2 separate regions of the Zea mays genome follow, and region 1 is linked to region 2. The links are chromatin contacts, called in public Hi-C maps. All regions are on one chromosome and are shown on one strand. Each heading gives the region's core, a stretch centred on a gene start, on an enhancer-like site or on the middle of the called end of the contact. The rest is flanking DNA. Distances are from core to core; before and after follow the strand shown. Region 1 holds the start of LOC541785 (protein kinase 4). Region 2 holds the start of LOC100273311.

What was found. Hi-C and Micro-C count contacts between places; a contact is called where the count stands out from the background.
Region 1: a Hi-C map of endosperm shows a contact between it and region 2, with 1.8 times the contacts expected there. The contact joins the promoter of LOC541785 here to the promoter of LOC100273311 in region 2. A contact is called at or near these places in 2 of 25 Hi-C or Micro-C datasets (endosperm and leaf).

What each region holds. Positions count from the first base shown.
Region 1 is chr3:200,608,935-200,612,784 of Zm-B73-REFERENCE-NAM-5.0, forward strand. It overlaps LOC541785 (protein kinase 4), which reads left to right and starts at 2,554. Exons shown (of 2, transcript NM_001111470.2): 1 at 2,554-3,850. The coding sequence starts at 2,709.
Region 2 is chr3:200,400,825-200,404,474 of Zm-B73-REFERENCE-NAM-5.0, forward strand. It overlaps LOC100273311, which reads left to right and starts at 1,877. Exons shown (of 12, transcript NM_001147752.1): 1 at 1,877-2,163; 2 at 2,302-2,373; 3 at 2,484-2,545; 4 at 3,304-3,387; 5 at 3,580-3,650. The coding sequence starts at 1,948.

The sequences.
Region 1 (3,850 bases), core at 1,304-3,803, 210 kb after region 2:
CACCTCTGTTTGATGTATTGTCCTTTCACCAAGAGTTGATCCATCTCATCCTTAACGCATTTAACTTGGTTGAGGTCCCTCATCTTCCTTTCCTGAATCCTAGCTATCTTATAAACATCTTTCTCCCCTTCCTTTGTACTTAGTCTTCGGTAAAGATCATCATAGGCTCGACCCTTTGCCTCACTCACAACTCGCTTTGCAGTCTTCTTTGCCACCTTATACCTCTCTATGTTGACTGCATTCCTGTAACATTCTTTTTTCTCCTTTATTGCCTTTTGAACATCCTCGGTCCACCACCAAGTATCCTTAGATTCACCGTTGCTCCCTTTGGTCACTCCAAACACCTCTGACGCCACCTTCCTAATACAAGTTTCCATCTTTACCCACATGTTGTTTGCATCTTCTTCTTCGGACCAAGCGCCCTCCACAAAATCTCTTTCCCTAAAAACTTCGGATGTATCCCCTTTGAGTTTCCACCAATTTGTCCTCGCAATTTTGGCTTATAACCCTATGGGTATTGATCCGAAAACGGAAGTCAGCCACCACAATATTATGTTGGGGCACAACACTTTCTCCAGGTATCACCTTACAATCCAAACAAGCTTGTTTATCTTCTCTCCTTGTGAGCACGAAGTCGATCTGACTCAAACGATGTCCACTGATAAAAGTCACCAAATGAGAATCTCTCTTTCTGAAGAAAGTGTTGGCTATCACTAGGTTGTAGGCTACAACAAAGTCCAAAATATCTTCCCCTTCTCGATTCCTACTACCATACCCAAAACCTCCATGAGTCCGCTCATAACCTACATTTGTTGAACCTACATGACCATTGAGATCTTCTCCTATGAAAAACTTCTCATTGGTGGGTACCGCTCTGACCATGCCATATAAGTCTTCCAAGAACTCCCACTTCTCGCTCTCACTGAGACCAACCTGAGCGGCATATGCACTTATAATCATCAAGACTACACCCTCCAAAACTAGTTTGACTAGTATAATCTTATCTCCCTGCCTTTTGACGTCCACCACTCCATCCTTGAGGGTCTTATCAATCGGGATACCTACTCCATTTTTGTTTGCCACTATTCCTGAGTACCATAGTTTGAAACCAGTGTTCTCCACCTCCTTCGCTTTTTGCCCTTTCCATTTTGTCTCCTGGACACATAGAATACTAACACACCTCCTGCTCGCTGCATTGACTAACTCTCTTAGCTTACCTGTAAGGGACCCTACGTTCCAACTACCTACACGGATCCTAGTCGGCTCAACTAGCTTCCTTATCCCTTGCACTCGTTGAGACAGATGCAAAGACCCTTGCACATTTGTCACTACACCCGGGCGCCGATGTAGCGCGCCACTAAGGAAGCGATGACTCGATCCTTACTCACTTGACACCGCATCCAGATCATGACACGGCGCGCCACCAAAGGGGTGGCGTCCCAGCCCTTGCCCAGTTAACACCATACCCTGGTTCCGATATAGCGTGTCGCTAAGAGGGTTACGCCCCAACGGTTTTCTATTGGGTTTCATCTCCATTTTGAGTGGCTAAGTTTTTATAGCTGGCTCGCCACGCCTAACACAACCCTGCTCCTTGTATCTGGACTTGGGACCAGGCTATGCTGCACCAACATATGCTGGGACAACAACAAAAAGATGATTATTATTATATATCTCTTCTCTTCTCTATCTCTACTCATAAAAAGCGCCAGTTTTTCTAGTTTCCATCATCGTCCCTTTCTTACGCTTCTTTATAATCTAACCCACAGTCCACTATTGTCGTCAAGTGACATGCACAGTGCTTCCGGATAGTACCACCTCGCTGGCTAAAAGATGACGGACAATCAAGTTAGTTATAAAAAAGGGTAGATCTCCTTTTCAACTCATATCTTTCTTAACCTTTTAGTTAAGATAAAGTGCAATAATACAATTTAATATCTGATACGTAGAGCATAAGTCCACTTTAATTTTAAATCTATTTTTTTATAGAAAAAGCCCACTTTAATTTTAATTTTTTGGTAGAGTCAATCACACTGGCTTGTCATTCGTATAACTATTACATTATACCATCAAATATAATTGGTGTGTCGTCCTAGTAAGGTATAGATACTGTACTATTTAAGTGCTTTATTGTGCTGTTCTTATGGTTTATCATTTCCAATTAAAAATATTCAGCTTTCCCGTTGGCTAATATTTTGTACCTATAGACACGAACCAATGCACAACACACTCCCTTTATGGCTAGTTTGGGAACTCCATTTTCCCATTGGATTTCTATTTTCTCAAGTGAAAATGAACTAATTTTCCTTGGGAAAATGAGAATCCCTTGGTAAAATGTGGTTCCCAAATTAGCCCTTACCTGGAAAAAAACCCAACCAATGCATATCACACGCATCACGATGCCTAAACTAGGGCAATTCATCATCAGAAAAGGAAAAGGCTGTACAAAAGAAGCGACATCCACGGCCGAAATGGATCCAGCCCAGCAAAACACGGAAACGGCGAGGCATAAAGCAAAAGCAACACACCCGAGCAAAACTACGGAGTACGATACAAACAAAACGAGCAGCCGGAAAATATCCCCACCCAAGCAGGGCCATAAAACGCAAGCAGCGCAGCTGCACAGAATTGTTATCGCAGGGGGCATTAAGCTGCCTGCCTCCGCTGCCGGCCGTGCTACCTAATCGCCGCGCTTGTTTTCCCACCGCCCGATGGCCGCCATCACGCCGCCGACGCAGTCGGAGCCGTCGCCGCAGACGGGGCGCCCGGCCTCGTCTGCCGCCGCCGCGGCCAAGCGTGGAGGGGGCGGGGCTGGTGCCGCCGGCGGGCCGCTGATGGGGAAGTACGAGCTGGGGCGCCTCCTGGGGCACGGCACCTTCGCGAAGGTGTACCACGCGCGGCACGTCGACACGGGGGACAACGTTGCCATCAAGGTGCTCGACAAGGAGAAGGCCGTGAAGAGCGGGCTCGTCCCGCACATCAAGCGCGAGATCGCTGTGCTACGCCGCGTGCGCCACCCGAACATCGTGCACCTGTTCGAGGTTATGGCCACAAAGACTAAGATCTACTTCGTCATGGAGCTCGTCCGCGGCGGCGAGCTCTTCTCCCGCGTCTCCAAGGGCCGACTCAGGGAGGACACCGCGCGCCGCTACTTCCAGCAGCTCGTCTCCGCCGTGGGGTTCTGCCACGCCCGCGGCGTCTTCCACCGCGACCTGAAGCCCGAGAATCTACTCGTCGACGAGCAGGGGAACCTCAAGGTATCGGATTTTGGGCTCTCCGCCGTCGCCGAGCAGTTCCGTCCCGACGGCCTGCTCCACACCTTCTGCGGCACGCCGGCCTATGTGGCCCCCGAAGTGCTCGGCCGCCGCGGGTACGACGGCGCCAAGGCAGACGTGTGGTCGTGCGGTGTCATCCTCTTTGTGCTCATGGCCGGATATCTCCCTTTCCATGACAAAAACATCATGGCCATGTACAAGAAGATTTACAAGGGCGAGTTCCGCTGTGCGAGGTGGTTCTCCAAAGACCTTACCAGCTTGCTGATGCGCATTCTTCACACTAATCCCAACACTCGGATCACTTTGCCGGAGATCATGGAGTCCCGCTGGTTCAAGAAAGGATTCAAGCCTGTCAAGTTCTATATCGAGGATGACCAGCTGCATAACGTTATAGATGACGAAGATGGCCTGTTAGATATGGGACCTGCTGGTCCTGTTCCTCCACCATTGCCACCTCCACCGCCACCTCTACCTCCACCAAAGGTTGATGGTGATGAATCAGGGTCTGACTCAGACTCGTCGATCTCATCCTGCCCTGCTTCAATGTTATCTGATGAGAGCCAAAGGCCCCGTGGCTC
Region 2 (3,650 bases), core at 627-3,126:
TGCTATTTTTAGTGATCTCATCATCTAAACTTTGCGTGCGTTGTGCTAATTTGGTTCACTGATTTTCTTTATTTTTAAGCAATCAAGCTTAAATGATTAGCTTCTACCGAAGATCTAAAATTATGTATTTCCTTTTCCTTTTTTCTCAGCAATTTTCCCTCTTCTCGACTCTGATAGCTTATAAATCTGTTTAGTTCCAAACCCCATTTCCACTGAAATATGCTTACCATATGGGCACAATGTTTCTCCACAATAAATGGTCCAAGAATCCAGGATTATTCCAATGCCAATGCTATGTAGCTTGCACTTGCACATAGAAGGCAATAGGGGATAATGGGGTGCTTGCTCTTTTAACATTGGTTCTTGATATGGAGGGAGTAGCCTGGTTGGCTGGTTTACTGCATCGAACAACTTGCACTTGCACATACCTATATATCTTTTAATGTATGCAAATCTTCTTAACCTTTAAAAGATACTAACAAGAAGGTATAACGATAATTAATGTTTATATATCTCAATATATTTTATCATTATATGTTGACTCTGTAGCAACGCACGGGTATACACCTAGTTTTAATTAGGCCACTAGCGACACAGGCGCCTCTCGTCCACCGTATCTCCCGCGTTGGCACCAACCTGATCCTTCAGAACAGCAGCACCAGCCCCTGCGACTCTGCGAGTCGACCGTGGCGTACGCGCCTATCGACGCCGCGGTCCTGCGGCTTGTGATCGATGGGCACGACTCCAGCGCCGTGGCCGTGCTGCCGGACGGGCTGGAGGCCGAGCCGGCGCGGCGGTGATCGCGTCGAGGAAGGATAAGGAGGACAGGACGGCGGTGCAGTTCGCCGGGTCGCTGGCCACCCTGGCGTTCTAGGTGCTGGCTAGCTCGTCGGCGACGGGCCGGTGATGCGCTCCCGACGAATGCGGTGGAGGTCGTAACGGGCCTGGTGACCTGCACGCTGGGCAAGCGGGCAGCATCAAGAAAGCGCTGATGAGATGTGAGGATTGTTGATCATTTGATCTGCCGGAGGATGCGAACTGTGGTACATATACCTGGAACAAATATAGTTGCAAATTCTGTGCAGTTAAACATATACCTGGAACACGTTGAATCGATCGTGTGACGACTCTAACTGACGATGTACAGCCACCGTACCCGTTTCCTGTACAGATACGGCCGCCGCATCGTCGTAGGCACGTCGTCGTTGTCGATCTCCCAATCATGTGTACCACTTGCGCACGGTTGGATTGGATCAGTGTTCACCAAAAAATTTGTGCCGGCACGCGGCACACACCACAACAACAAACTGCATATCATGGAGGTCACCTTTGCCAACACGTCACGCTTTGCCCGGCTGGTGCGGTGGTGCGGATCAGATAAATGCATCCGTAGCTTATAAAAATGGTGATAGTGTTTTTTCTTCCTGAAAATAGAAATCTAGTTTTGTGATAAACAAATAATTTTTAATTTAACTATTTATAGACATAGTTTGTTTTTAAGAGAAAAAGCTAAAATGCCATAAAATTTGAGAATTAAGACAGTACTGCTTATGATAAGCAAATTTAAACTCAGAATATATTTATATAAAAAAATATTGATATGAGATTGACCAAGCGCTTAGCGCACACGAGAATACGTACAGAAGTGTCCTTCTGCCACGCCAGTCCACATCTCCACGGCCACCGGCAGACGGCACCGAACAAGGGACACACGCGCTCGTAGGCAGTAGGCACGCACACGCCGCCACGTCGCAGCCACGAGCCCACGCCACGAGGCCACGACCCCAAAAACAGCCGTCCACGTCGCTTCCCCGGTCCGGCGACCGCGCCCGCTGTTTTATACGCGACCCGGCGGCCGCACCCGGCTTGCGCACGCCGTTCACGTCCCCCGGCCCCCGCTCTCGTTTCCCCCGCCCGCACCAGGCACGCTCACGCGCTGCGCACCGGATGGCCCCTGCTAACGTGCGCGCGGCGCAGGCGCAGGCCCCCAGCGCCGACCGCAGGTTAAGTACGCTAGTGGGGCACCTGCTGCCTTCCTCCCCACGAAGAGCAGCAGCAGACACCTCCGCCACCTCCACCCTCGAATCGTTCCCCACCATGGCGTCGCAGGGATCCTCCGTCTTCGCCGCACTCGAGCAGGCCCCGGAGGACCCCATCCTCGGAGTAAGTCCGTCTCCCCAGTCCTTTTTAGCTTCCTTTCCCACGGTGATCTGGTTGTCGCTATCGGTCGCGCGGTTTCGATGCGATCGCGGCCTCGTGGGTTTGCTCTGGCTGATCAGTGTTCGTTTGGTTTCTGGGCAGGTGACCGTTGCCTACAACAAGGATCCCAGCCCCGTGAAGGTCAACCTCGGGGTCGGCGCCTACCGGACCGAGGTAAGATGAGTTTGGGGATTTGCTATGAACCTTCTAATTCCCCTTCTGTTTTTTTATTAGTTGGATTGGAGATGGATTTGACGCTCCTGTTCCTATTCTGATCTCTGCAGGAAGGGAAGCCCCTAGTGCTGAACGTGGTCAGGCGCGCCGAGCAAATGTTGATCAATAATCCGTAAGTGTCATGTGAAATCCATATGACCCGCTTGATTTCGTGATCGTGCCTCTGTGGTTATTGAACTTTCAGGCTTAAAGCTCCTGCCCTCAGCCCAAGTGGAAACGGAAGGGGATTTAGATAGTTGCTGGATCTAAAATCTGGATAACACGCCTCTTAATTTGACTAATACTTTCATTCGCATCCATAATAATTATTGACTTGTCCTCTGTAATTGTAGGTGACCTTTCTGTTCAATACTAGTTTTTAAATAAATTTTCTTCTACGTTTAGGACTAGTCTTTTTTTTGCGACTGTATCTGCTCTGTCCCACTGCCGTCTAAGATTCTCTTCTGTAGTCGACCTTCAATTGCTTTCCCTCCTTTCTTTTTTGTGGTACCTGAAAAATTGACCTTCGTTTTGTCTGTGGGGGGAATGGTTTGTCGTTTGCAAGCACTGCCATACTCCCTCTGTCCAAATTTTCTTAAGTTTGAATTGATAGAAAATATTTTCAAATGAGTTTATTATAAAACTAGATTCGAAGGTTGATACTAATTATATATCATAATTATTATATATATATATATATATATGTATGTATATAATTGGTCATATTATACATTGATTACGACTGACTTCTGGGAAAGCGAGAGAAGATAAAAAGGGACGTATGAAGTATGTCTCGTGTGTGTACAAGCCACTGATGCGAAAAAACTGTTGGTGTGGAAGTTTATGATACTTGAAGCTGTATTTTAGACACATTTTTCTTCTTATTTCTAGGTCACGTGTCAAGGAGTACCTACCAATCACCGGTCTGGCTGAATTCAATAAGCTGAGCGCTAAGCTTATCTTTGGCGCTGACAGGTATTCTCTGTTTGACTGGTTTACCCATTTTCCTCATTTGTGGGTCAACTGTTCCTAATGGTGATGTTGTCAACTGTGAATTCTTAGTGTTGAAGTTTCATTACATAAAAATAAGTTCCCTAGCTACTGGTTCTGGTTTATTCAGGTTTTATTACTTCATTAGGGAGCTGATTTTTTTTTTGAATCGAATAGCCCTGCTATTCAGGAGAATAGGGTTGCTACCGTGCAGTGCCTATCGGGTACTGGTTCTTTAAGAGTCGGAG